Regions from separate parts of the Mus musculus genome. Here regions 2 and 3 are each linked to region 1. A link is a contact called in public HiChIP or PLAC-seq data. All regions are on one chromosome and are shown on one strand. Each heading gives the region's core, a stretch centred on a gene start, on an enhancer-like site or on the middle of the called end of the contact. The rest is flanking DNA. Distances are from core to core; before and after follow the strand shown. Region 1 holds the start of Usp46 (ubiquitin specific peptidase 46). Region 2 has its middle 8.0 kb from the start of Gsx2. Region 3 overlaps Gm6116 (predicted gene 6116).

Evidence for each region. HiChIP or PLAC-seq counts read pairs in DNA pulled down with a chosen protein or histone mark.
Region 2: a contact with region 1 is called in an H3K4me3 HiChIP or PLAC-seq map of the 230-238 cell line, with 6 times the contacts expected there. The contact joins the enhancer-like site here to the promoter of Usp46 in region 1. A contact is called at or near these places in 2 of 39 promoter capture datasets (hippocampal neurons and liver), 7 of 115 datasets of contacts at active chromatin or transcription factors (the 230-238 cell line, astrocytes, bone marrow-derived macrophages and 4 more) and 3 of 9 other capture datasets (adipose tissue, embryonic stem cells and liver).
Region 3: an H3K27ac HiChIP or PLAC-seq map of extraembryonic endoderm stem cells shows a contact between it and region 1, with 2.4 times the contacts expected there. The contact joins the enhancer-like site here to the promoter of Usp46 in region 1. A contact is called at or near these places in 1 of 39 promoter capture datasets (liver), 4 of 115 datasets of contacts at active chromatin or transcription factors (astrocytes, embryonic forebrain, extraembryonic endoderm stem cells and 1 more) and 1 of 9 other capture datasets (liver).

The regions. Positions count from the first base shown.
Region 1 is chr5:74,066,609-74,070,281 of GRCm38.p6, reverse strand. Usp46 (ubiquitin specific peptidase 46) reads left to right here and starts at 1,871. Exons shown (of 9, transcript NM_177561.3): 1 at 1,871-2,032. The coding sequence starts at 1,997.
Region 2 is chr5:75,065,746-75,069,418 of GRCm38.p6, reverse strand. No RefSeq gene overlaps it. Among named protein-coding and RNA genes, the nearest start is that of Gsx2, 8.0 kb to the left of the region's middle. Within about 2 kb of position 1,643, at least 105 of the 459 cell types and tissues checked have an H3K27ac peak or open chromatin away from gene starts, as enhancers often do. A contact at or near this core is called in the 230-238 cell line and pro-B cells, where this site is marked.
Region 3 is chr5:74,958,794-74,962,466 of GRCm38.p6, reverse strand. It overlaps Gm6116 (predicted gene 6116), which reads right to left. Exons shown (of 5, transcript NR_045866.1): 3 at 161-228. The region is part of intron 1 of Gm52778 (a long non-coding RNA gene); the gene reads left to right. Among named protein-coding and RNA genes, the nearest start is that of Gm6116, 11 kb to the right of the region's middle. Within about 2 kb of position 1,941, at least 50 of the 459 cell types and tissues checked have an H3K27ac peak or open chromatin away from gene starts, as enhancers often do. A contact at or near this core is called in extraembryonic endoderm stem cells, where this site is marked.

The DNA.
Region 1 (3,673 bases), core at 622-3,121:
CCTTGCACTTTACTTGTTTGAGACAGAGAGGGTCTTGCCTGAATATGTAGCTTGTGATTTGACTAGTCTGGCTGGGCAGCAAATACCAGCCCATCTCTGTGTTCTCTCTCTGCCTCTCCAGCACTGGGATAGTTATACACCATGACTGTGTTTCTTTACCTGTGGGTGTGGACTCGGGCGGGGGGCAGGACGTGAGTCTAGAGATCTGTACTTGTGCAGTAAGCACTTTATAGACTGAGCCATCTCCCCAGCTCTCAATTGTGTTTTAACCCCTGTAGGCCTTGCACTCAGTGCATTCATATTGGAAAAAATCGCAAAGCTTATCATTAGAAAGCATGAAAGCTTTAGACTAACCACGCACAAAGCTGAGGCCTTCAGCTTGTGACATTTCTCAGTCTTTAAGCTTTTCAGGACCTTACTGTGTTCTGGCCAGTCATAGTTAGGGTGTTTTATCGATGGTCCCCCTCCCCTGCCCCCTCCTCAAATGGTGCCCCTCCTAAGTTTAGCATGCCTTTATCTGTACTATTTATTTGAGAAACACAGAGCTGGGTTGGATACCTGCTCTGTAAGCCTTATGGAGCTAACCATGTCTATTAACTAATCATGTAGAAGCTGGAAGAGTCGTAACTGACAGCAGTAAAAAAGAATGAAAGTAAAATTCAGGTAGAATGAGTCATTGTGAGCAGGAATATTAATCCTTCTACACACTGAAAAATACAGTATCCATGTGACCCGTCCCCCACCCTCACCCTTCAGTCAGTGGTTTTGTCTTCTATTTCCACCCCAGATCCTAGAAGAATTACCAATGGATGGATGGCTCTCATGTTATGTGTATAACCCTAGCCCCCCAGCCCCCAGTATGTTACTCTTGGCTAGACAGAGCTGTCTTCAATTATATTAATTTCTCTCCTAATTTAATTCTCCACAAAATACATTGGTTTGGGAATTTATCACGTTTCACATGCACAACTTCCCTGTGGAAAGCTTGGGACTGCAAACTTGTCTGCACAATTATTCCCCATGTTTGAAATGAACTCTTTCAGTTCTCACGAACATATCCCTCAAGTGGTGTGTACAGTGTGCACCCTGAGCCTGCAGTCTGGGCCTCCGCAGGAAGGTGTAAAAGCTCAAACAAAACTGAGATCAGGAGCTCCGAGGATGGGAGATAGGAAAGTTTTGTTTTGGTATTTCCTGGACAGCCTCTAGTACCGCCCAGAACCTGGCCATTTCCTCTGTACCTGCTAATGTCACAAATCTCCCGAGTGTGCCTGCTTAGACCCGGAATTCTTTCCTTTCTGGGAACCTTTCCCTAGGCAGCTGGGTTGCTGCTGGCTAGGGCTTTCTGGCCACGCCCATGTCCTGGTCTCATTTTACTTTTCGGGTTCCGGCGGATGCCATCTGGCTAGAACCCTGGAGAGAAACTTTAAAGTTGACTACACTCACCCTTAGACCCTTATTCATATCCTCCACTAGCTAATCCCTAACGCCCAAGGCTTGCTGGACACCAGCAGAAACGGGCAGAGGGAAACCGGGAAGCGAGCACGCCCGTGTCCCCGCGGTGTAGGTCCCCAGCCCAGTGCCCGGTACGGTCCTGGGTCCGGCGGAAAGGCCGCGGTGCTGGGTTTGCTCGGGGCTGGCCTTACGGTGCAGCTGGCACCGAGCGGGACCCTAGGGCAGAGGAGCAAGAACGGCTTCCAGTGGGGTCAGCCGAGCGGGTCCTGGCTGGCAGCGGGAGCATAGCAGTGGCCTCGGTTCCGCGCCTCCCGGCTCCGGGCTCCTCCTCCCGCCGGCCGCGGCCCGGGCTGCGTCGCTCCGCCACTCCCCGCCCCGCGCCGCCGCCCCGCCCTCGCCGCCGCCCGGCCTCGCTCGCCCAACCCCACTGCAAGCCGGCCCCAGGCCGCCTCGCCGCCACCCGGCCTCGCTGCGCGCCACCATGGACAGTCCCGTTTTCCCCTGGTAAAGATGGCGGTGCGCGATCGCTGCAACCTTTAGACTAATGACTGTCCGAAACATCGCCTCCATCTGTAATATGGTGAGTGGCCGCCGAGCCTCCGGGGGTCGCGCCCGCAGCGAGCCAGGCAAAGAAAGGGAACCCCGGGCTGGAGCTGCACGCGCGCCGCGGTCGTGGGGGCCGTGCGGCCAGAAGTTCCCGGTCCCGAGGCTGGGCCGGCTGACCGCAGTCCCCCCCACCTCTGTCCCAGCCGGGGACCCCGAGCGGATCCCAGGGATCCCCAGGGCGGCCCCATGCCCCCGCCCTCGAGTTGCGGTGCGGGTGGTGGGTGGGGGTGGAGGTGGAGGGTGCGAGGTGGCTGCACAGCGAAGTCCCGAGGGAGGACCATGAGGGTACGAGCCCGGAGTGGAAGGAAGCAAATCCTTCTGGTGCAGTAAATAAACCCTTACTGGACTCGCCGACTGTCCTCTGCTCCTTCTGGAGTTCAGCCTTGATTGTATTTAAGATTCACTTTGCAACAGCAGTGCTCTTACCAGGAGAAATTGGATAGACATGAAAGCTGTGACCAAAAAATAAAAAATAAATAAAAAATAAAAATTCCAAGTGAAGAATCTGGTTAGAGAGGTGAACTAAAACCTGGTATCGGAAAAGCATGGCAATTTGTTCTGGAGGCCTCAGTTTCCCCACCTGCATGCAGGAGATTATAAGGAGACAGGAACGTTTGCAGGCCCTGGGAGTGAGTGGCTGTAGGTGTGAGGAAGTCTGCAGGGGTTGTCCTGCCCCGCCTCCTCTCCTTTTAGCTTGGACACTGCCTGGTCTGTCTGATAGGGTGGGGGTCTGGGGGGGGGTGTTACCCAGCAGTCACTTTAATTTAGATTTCCCCCATTACTTTCCAGTTCTGTTTAGTTTCCTCGGGACCAGTTTCTAGCCCTTGGGGCCACTGAGTGTACTCAGCTAGCACCCCCACTTGTGGGAGCCATAGGGAGGTCAGGGGTAAGGCACTGGGGTGTGGGAGTTGAGGAGGGTGTGTGTTCTGCCTGTACTTTCTGTATCCTCACCCCCTTAGACCCCCTTCAAACTGGAACACTGTTTTTTTTTTTTTTTTTGTTTTGTTTTGTTTTTCCATTTTGGGGAATCCATCCCCGCCCCCACCCCCCTCCGCCACCAAGTTAGACAGTAATGCTAGCATCTAAAGGAAATCTGAGGAGGCCTGATTAAGTAGGCCTCAGGTAAGGTGATCTGGCTGCCCTTCCCCCATCACACAGCTCTTTAAATCTTCTGTCCCACATTCTGTTGCAAGATCAACACATGGCACAGCACATTAAGGAGCCATGTGTTAGCTCAGGTGGAGTTGAGACCTGCTGGGGCTGGCCCCAGCTCTCTGTGCTGGTCCAGGCCAGCAGAGCAAACGCAGGAGGTCCCAGAGAGGTAGCTAGCTGCCTGCTTGGTGGTACAAATCTCCTTAGCCGATGGCTCCCGCAGCCTTGTCATTTTCCCTTTCTGCTTGAAGACGCAGGTTTCCTGCTTCTTCCTGTCCAGTGACATTAATGTGGCTGGATGCCCTGAGAAGACAATGCATTTCTTCTCAGTGTCTCAGCTGTAACCGAGCTCCTGTGGGGAACTGGGAAACCACAGGAGCTTCAAGGCTGTCTTTCCCGCCTGTGGGGTTGGCCGCAGGCCTACAGGCTCCTGAGGCTCGGGGCCTGCTTGTGGAGCTGCGCT
Region 2 (3,673 bases), core at 394-2,893, 1.0 Mb before region 1:
GCTGAGAATTCAGTAGCACACAAGGCCAGCCCCTTGGGAATGCCCAATACATTATTAAATGGATCAACAAATCAACTTAGAGCTGGTAGGTTACGGAAGGCCATGGGAGTGTGAAAGAAAGCTCTGGGTGTTGGCAAAAATCGATGCCTGAAGTGACATTTAAAATGAGATCTGCCAGGATCGTGAGGAATAAGTTTCAGACCATCAAAGAACTCAGGGACAGGACACACAGAGTCCTGAAGAGTCTCTCTCTCTCTTTTTGAGTTGAGAGAGCTGAAATGAAGCCAGAGACACTGAAAGAAGAAATTCAGTTTTTATGTATGTGAAGTAAGAAAAATAAAAGCCATCATCCTTGACAGTTTGTGAGGAATTAAGGACTGCTGGCCCATTGTGCCTAAAGTCTGATTATGATTATTGTTGTTGTTGCTCAGCACCTCAGCTGTCCTCAGAGCAGATGCCATCAGAGGCTCTGGGTGTGGCTTCAGCTCAGGGCTAAGTTCTCCCAGACCTGTCCTCCTTAGGCTTCAAGGCTTTTGCACCCACTCTGGAGAGCCCCTCTCCTTGGCTCCTTCAACCTTCCATTTCTGGGCAGCAGCCTCATGGACCTGAGATGTGCCAGGGATACCGCACCACATCCCACTCCCTACCTAGTCCAAAGTCCCATTCCTGCCTTCCCTACTTGGGGCTGTATCCTAAACTTTGAAACTTTCCCCCAAGTAAACAGCTGTATGCTCACCCACGTATGAAGGAGGGCTCCATTTGAGGGTATAATGGTCCTCACAAGACCACCCTCTTCAAGAGCCTTGTGTGTCAGGGAGACAAAGTAGCCTTGCCCACATAACACAGTTAATCCCAGCAGCCCTCCTAGAAAAAGTGACATCACCTCAGCTGTTTGTGGGGCAGAGCCCCTGCCTATGCAAGGTCAATGGCTTAATCTAGGTCTGACAGGTAGAGATGCCAAGGCCAGGACTCAGATCTCATCTCTCTAAGGTGGGGTTCTAGACAAGTCTGCCAGCAAATATGTATGGGCGACCGTTGTGTGCCTGGCAGTAGGCTAACACTTCACACGGTGTTTCTCTCCCACAATGATGCTGTGGGGAAGGTACATTTATTATGTCCTCTTTTTTGTTATGGTCCAACCCTTGCTTCATGTGGCTTTCCAACATACTAAAGTTCCAAGGCTCGGTCAAATGGTTCATGTGACAAAAAAAGAGCAGACTGGAACTAAGAGGAGGGTAGGGGTCGGGAGCCTTATTTTATGCACCCGTGTCCAGAACACAGGAAGCTCTGAATGAAATCAAAACCTCATTATTTTATTTCAAAAGCTCACTACAATCAGTCTGAATTTCTGTAGGTTTAACTTCTGGTTGGGTATCTTTCCCAGATGACTTCAAATTGCACCTAAGCAGAAACTGGGTCTGTTGTGTTAACTCTTAGTGTTTGTCAGACAGGCAGTCCATAGTCCGCCTAGATGAGAAGTCATACCTGCTCTGAAAGTCTGGCTCCTCATTTCACAGGCAGAGAAACCGAGGCTGCGAAACACCAGAAAATAGCAGAGCCAGAATATTTGACCATGGTTTCTTCTTCCCTCTTCTGAGGGAGGATCTCACACAGCAGCCAAGAATGGCCTCAACTTGCATCTTCCGGCCTCAGCTTCCCAAGTGCTGCACTTTCAAGCTAAGTCCCTCTTCTCTTTTCATGCAATTCATAGCTCTCAGTGGACGGTGTCCTCAGATCAAAATGGACAGAACCTGGCCACCCAGGTTGTGCAGCTGAACCGATCCCAAGTTCATGCATTTGCCCCGTCCGGGTGCAGAGATTCATACAGTAGCCCCAGCGTCAGGGTATCCTGCGGGTCACCCTGCTCTCCGAGCGCTCGGCTGCGCCCTCCCGGGTCTCCCCCTCTTCCTTGTCAAGCTCGCGGGATAAAAACAAATGAATCCACACGGTTGCACCGACCCATAGCCTCCCAAACAAGGCACCATCAATCCCTAACCCACCTGAGCAGCTGCCCTTCAGGGCAGAGCCACCACAGGTGCGCATGCTCCCCCTCCTCCCCTGAGCCCGTGCGCATGCGTGGGTGTGGGGCGGGAGAACTTGAGCTTGTAGGCAAGCGCCTGAGTATGTGGCGTGTGTGCTGGGGGAGGAAGGGTAGGCGGGAGTACATGGACTTGAGAATCAGTGTGAAGGTGAGACATAGTGTGTGCGAGGGGAGTGTGCGTGTCCGCACTGTGTGGAGTGCGTGGGGACCCATGGATGCGCTTTGTGCAATGCGAATTTGTGAGCACGCCAGTGCGGGTTCGAGGCAGACACTGTGTGCGCGCGCGGGGTGCTGGGGGGGGGGGGGGAAGAGACGGACGTGTGAGCTGAGGGCATGGCTAGGCCATCTAAAGGGAGTTCCCCTCCAGTCAGAGCCAGGGTGCACCGCCTTGGGCTCACCTCTTTCACTGCCTCAAAGTTTGCTCTTTGCCTGGCGGATCATCTTTCCATTCATTTACATGACCTGCTTTGATGGTGTGCCAACAGATGCCAGACTGTGTTAGGCGCTGGCGGTGGGTGGGGGTGGAGGGGACAGACCAAAATTAAATAGCTTTACATCTCATGCATCATCTGCATACACTGGAAATTTGGGGTTTCCTGTTTCTGTGTGACTGCTTTGCAAAATGTCAGTGAACCACAGAGAAGTTGCCCTCTTGCCTGTAAATCAAGGAGCATGAAGTAGCTAATGAGACCAGAGACTCTACACAGAAAGGCCCTCCATAACAAGGCCTTGTCAGTCTCTCTGACCATTCCAACTGTAGGCCTCCTGGCTCCTCAGCTTTGCTTCCCGCATGGCCGTCTCTGTCTCCTCTTCCTTTCCTCAACTTGAGGTCTTGCCTCAGACATCATTTTCCCACGTGTTTTTTTTTTTTTTTTTTTTTTTTTTAGATCAAAATCCTTACTCTATACTCTGTATAGTCTTACCATATCAGATAGTCTTCTTCTCTTAAGACAGTTATCTCTTTCTTCCATACTGTGTGCTGTGCTGAGTAGGTTTGTTTATTGTGTGAATCCCCCTGCTGGATTAGAGCTGGGAGAGATGGAGGTTCATGGGGGTGGGGATGGGGGACTGGAAACAGCCTTGCTCACACTCACTCAATGATGGACAAGAGATAGGCAGGAGAAGGCGGTCTCCACAGCTCCTGCTGAAGCACAATTCTCTCTTACCTTCACATAGCACTTTGCAGTTTATGAAGACTCTCGCAAAAGTTATGTTTTCTCTTTTTCTTTCTTTAATGTACATTGGTGTTTCATGTGGCTATGTGAAGGGGTCAGAGCGTGCTGGGAATTGAGGTGCAGGTCCCCTGGAAGAGCAACCGGTGCTTTTAACTGGAGCTCTAAGCCATCTCTTCAGCCCCAGGACCTCTTATTTTCAACAGTTTCATGAACTCCTTCCTGGCCTGGAGTTTGCTCTGTACTTGAGGCTGGCCTTGAACCCCTGATCCTCCTGCTTCTACCTCCCAATGGCTGAGGTTATAGAATTAAGTCATGGTACTCTGCTGAGACTTTTAAATTTACTACAGTTCTCTTTGTTTTTGACTTTTAAATTAAAATTTTTAACGTAATTCTTATATGTGTTTTTACATGAGTTTGTGTGTACCACGTGGGTGCAGTGTTCTTCAGAGGCCAGAAG
Region 3 (3,673 bases), core at 692-3,191, 890 kb before region 1:
GGAAAGGCTAGGAGGCCTTCAGGGGAGTCAGTAGGGATAGAATTAGAGATTTATTTATTCGAGATTTACAGGGTCTTCAAGTATGGTCCACACGGATCTTCATTCAGAGTAAAAAAATGTTGCTACTCTTTGGAGAATAGAAATGGACTCAGCAACATACATGTTCAGTGCATCCTTGGGACATCATGGGTCCTGTTATAAGTTCAGTGTGTCCCACAAAGCTTGAGTCTGAAAATGAGCAGAGAAGAGAATGGAGAAGAAGCAAGAGCCAAATGCTCTTAGCTCTCCCCTCTTAATATATAAAGTTCGGCCTATGTGTGCCAGATTCACCTTTGATCATAGTTGAGTTGAGTCCTATATATTCAGTCTCATAAAAATTATCGCTATTGTTGTTTTGAGATACTGTCTCCCTCCATAGCCCAAGCAGACTTTGAACTCTTGACTCTTGAGTGCTGGGATGGAAGGCATTCACTGCCAACACCCAGCTATTATTACTATTATTATTCCTACTGTAACTCCATGGTGCAGGGGTTTGAGCATGGATCTTACACAGTGGGCCAGTGCGCTACCACTGAGCTATATACTTAGGGCTTTTAGAAAAAATGATTGGATATTCAAAATACACATGGTGCTTTAGGGCTGTGGAGTAATTTTAGGCAGAACAATGCTTTGTGTAGAAAGCCGTGCCTTCCCAACACTCCCAGTTTCTTCTCTTGGTTCCATTCTCCAACCAGTCCCTTGTTGTTAAGGGTAGTTTTGGTGCAAGATGCCTGTGGACTTCCATCTCTGACACCCTTCTGCTCTGGGCAAATTTACCAAGTCTCTAAGTGCCATTTCTGTATCTGTCTCCTGGGGCAAGGTATGTGTAGCAGGGCAATGTTGAGGACTTAGAACTGAATCTGACTCGCGTGCCCATTAGATATCAGTTTGATTAGAAAATGCACACGTTCCAGTTTCTTTGTAATTAGTCCATGTGCTCCAGTCCCCCTCCTCCCAAAGCTGTGAGCTCAAGATGGGAGACAAATGGAAAAACTTCTTCCTCAGAAATTCCTCTGAGGAAAAAAACGTCATTCCTCAGAAATGTGTAGGCGTGAGCGCCATCTAGCTGTGCTCTGGGTACTTCTATGATCACCAGGCAGAAAGTGAACAGGCTGGGGAAAATGTCCTTTGATCTGTCAGGCGAAGCAGAGCAGTCCCGTGGCCCTGTGGCAGGAGAGAAACTCAGAAGGCCTGTGTCTGAGGATACTGACTTCCATGAGAAGGGACCGGTTGTCTTCAAGAATATTAAGGGATGGAAGTCGGCAGGCAAGGGGACAGTTTAAGATTGGAACACAAATGCAGGGGGCACAAAGCAAATGCTTGTGTCTTGTGAAGCAGCAGCAGGCATGTGATTCTAAAAGGGTGATCATTAAGAAAGGCCCCTGAGAATGTGGAAGAAGGCCGTAGAGATGGATGACCCTCCAGGATGACGCAGATCACCAGCTACCTATTAACAGAAGAGTGGCAGAAGCAAAATCCAGCACAAGATGATCAAAAACCAAAGGGAGAAGAGACAGACGTCGAAAGGAAGACTGGTTCGGTAGAAGTGGAGTTGAGTGTCTACCTCGGTCTCTGGCACCCTCTGCTCTCTATTCAGCCTGGGGTAGGATGGAAAAGCTTGACTGAACAGAGAGGCTCCCAGGGAGGGAGGGAGGAGTCAAACTGCAGAGAAAAAGTCACCAGGACCCTTTGGAGTTGGCTCTACGAGGAGCCGGTGCCTGTATTAATGCTGGGTTCCTGTCTCGCGTTGCTAACACCCACGCCGGCAAAAACAAGGCACCGCTCTTTCTCCTCTGCCTGTGGAAATCTACCTGGGAGCTCGGCAAACCTAATAGCTCAGCAGCTTCCCTTTTATCAGAAGCCTTTGCTGGCTGCTAGCAATCAGCCCTGCGAATGGGTGTGGCTGCCAAGGCAGAAGACTGTGGCTCATACTCAGACTGCCTTGCTGTCACAGTCCAGATGAATACATTGTAACTGGAGTCCAGCGACAACATTGTTTCAAACTGGCATCGCCCTCTTGATCCCTCCATTAACTAACTAGCTCATGCAATACTTAAAATTCCAAAGGGGAGATGTGCCTCCAAAACCTCCAAGGACACAGAGAACAAGACCAGGGGATTTTAAATGTCTGACAAATAGTAGGCACTGAATAAATACTTATCACTCTTTCTGAGAAGAGGAATATTTGACTTTTCCTCTTGTGTCTTTTCATTAATAGCTCCATAAAACCTTTGCTCAGGGCTGGAGAGATGGCTCAGTGGTTAAGAATGCTTGCTGTTCTTCCACAGGACACCAGTGACTTTCCAGAACCCACAGTAGGTGGCTCACAACTGTCTAGCTCCAGAAATGCCAATGTCCCTTTCTGGCTTCCATAGGAACGGTTTCCATTCCATGCCCAGACACAAGAGAGAGAGAGAGAGAGAGAGGGAGAGAGAGAGAGAGAGAGAGAGAGAGAGAGAGAGAGAGAGAGAGAGAGGGAGAGAGAGAGAGAGAGAGAGAGAGAGAGAGAGAGAGAGAGAGAGAGAGAGAGAACCTTTGCTGGTTTTGTTTATTTTGGTTTGGTGCTGAGGTTGGAGCTGGCAGGTGTCAGGCACGTGTTCTAGCGCCACATCCAAGCTGCACCGCACCTTAGACAACTTAGGAGAACTCTCAGCAAGGTCACTGAAAATTTTCAGGTCTAACTTAGGGCCAAGCCAGGTTAATTCTCCCCCTCTCCCTTCCCTTTCCCTCTTCTTTCTCTTTCTTTGTGCACTCTACCAACTGAGCTACATCACCAGCTCCTGAGTCATAGTTCTTGAGTTTCTATGATATGTCGATCACGTGCTACTTTCACCATAACAACACAATTTCAGACTGCTGAGGTGGGTCAGTGCAGGGAGGGGCGCTGCTCAGCACACTTGAGGATCTGAGCTCGATGCCTAGGAACCACACGGTAGCAAGAGAATTGACCGCTGAAAGTTATCCTGGTCTCCACATGTGTGCTGTGTGGTACACATGCCTATTCTTACATATGCATACACACACACACACACACACACACACACACACACACACACACTGAAAGTAATAAGCAGATCTGGAGAGATGGGCCAGTGGTTAGGAGTTCCAGAGGTCCTTAGTTCAGTTCCCAGCACTCACATGGTGCTTCACAGCCACTACAGGATCTTATGCCCTCTTCTGGTGTGCAGATGTACACGCAGACATAACACCCATAGACATAAACTATATAAACAAATACATTTAAAATTAATTAAATGATGAAAAGGTAATAACAATGCTCACTAATTCTACTAGAAGGTAGTATAGACAGTCTTTTGGCTACAGCAGTTTGTTTAACCCTTTGCAGAAACGCCATGTCCCTCATTACTGTGTAAAGAGTAAAGACTCCATGTGGTTGGGTGTTTAACCTAAGGCTCCTGAGCTCAGGATTTAAACCCACGACCCACAACTGTGCTTTAAAAGAAAACACAGAGACCTGCTATGGGTCCTCCCTCCAGGAAATACAGCATTACAAGGTTTCCAGAGAATGGGACTGTGGGTAGCCTCCTGGTTGCCTTCAAGTGTAGAGTGGGTGGGCAGTTTTCTCCTTATCAATCAACCAGGGTCTCTGGACTGATTCCCTGCGTCTCAAGGA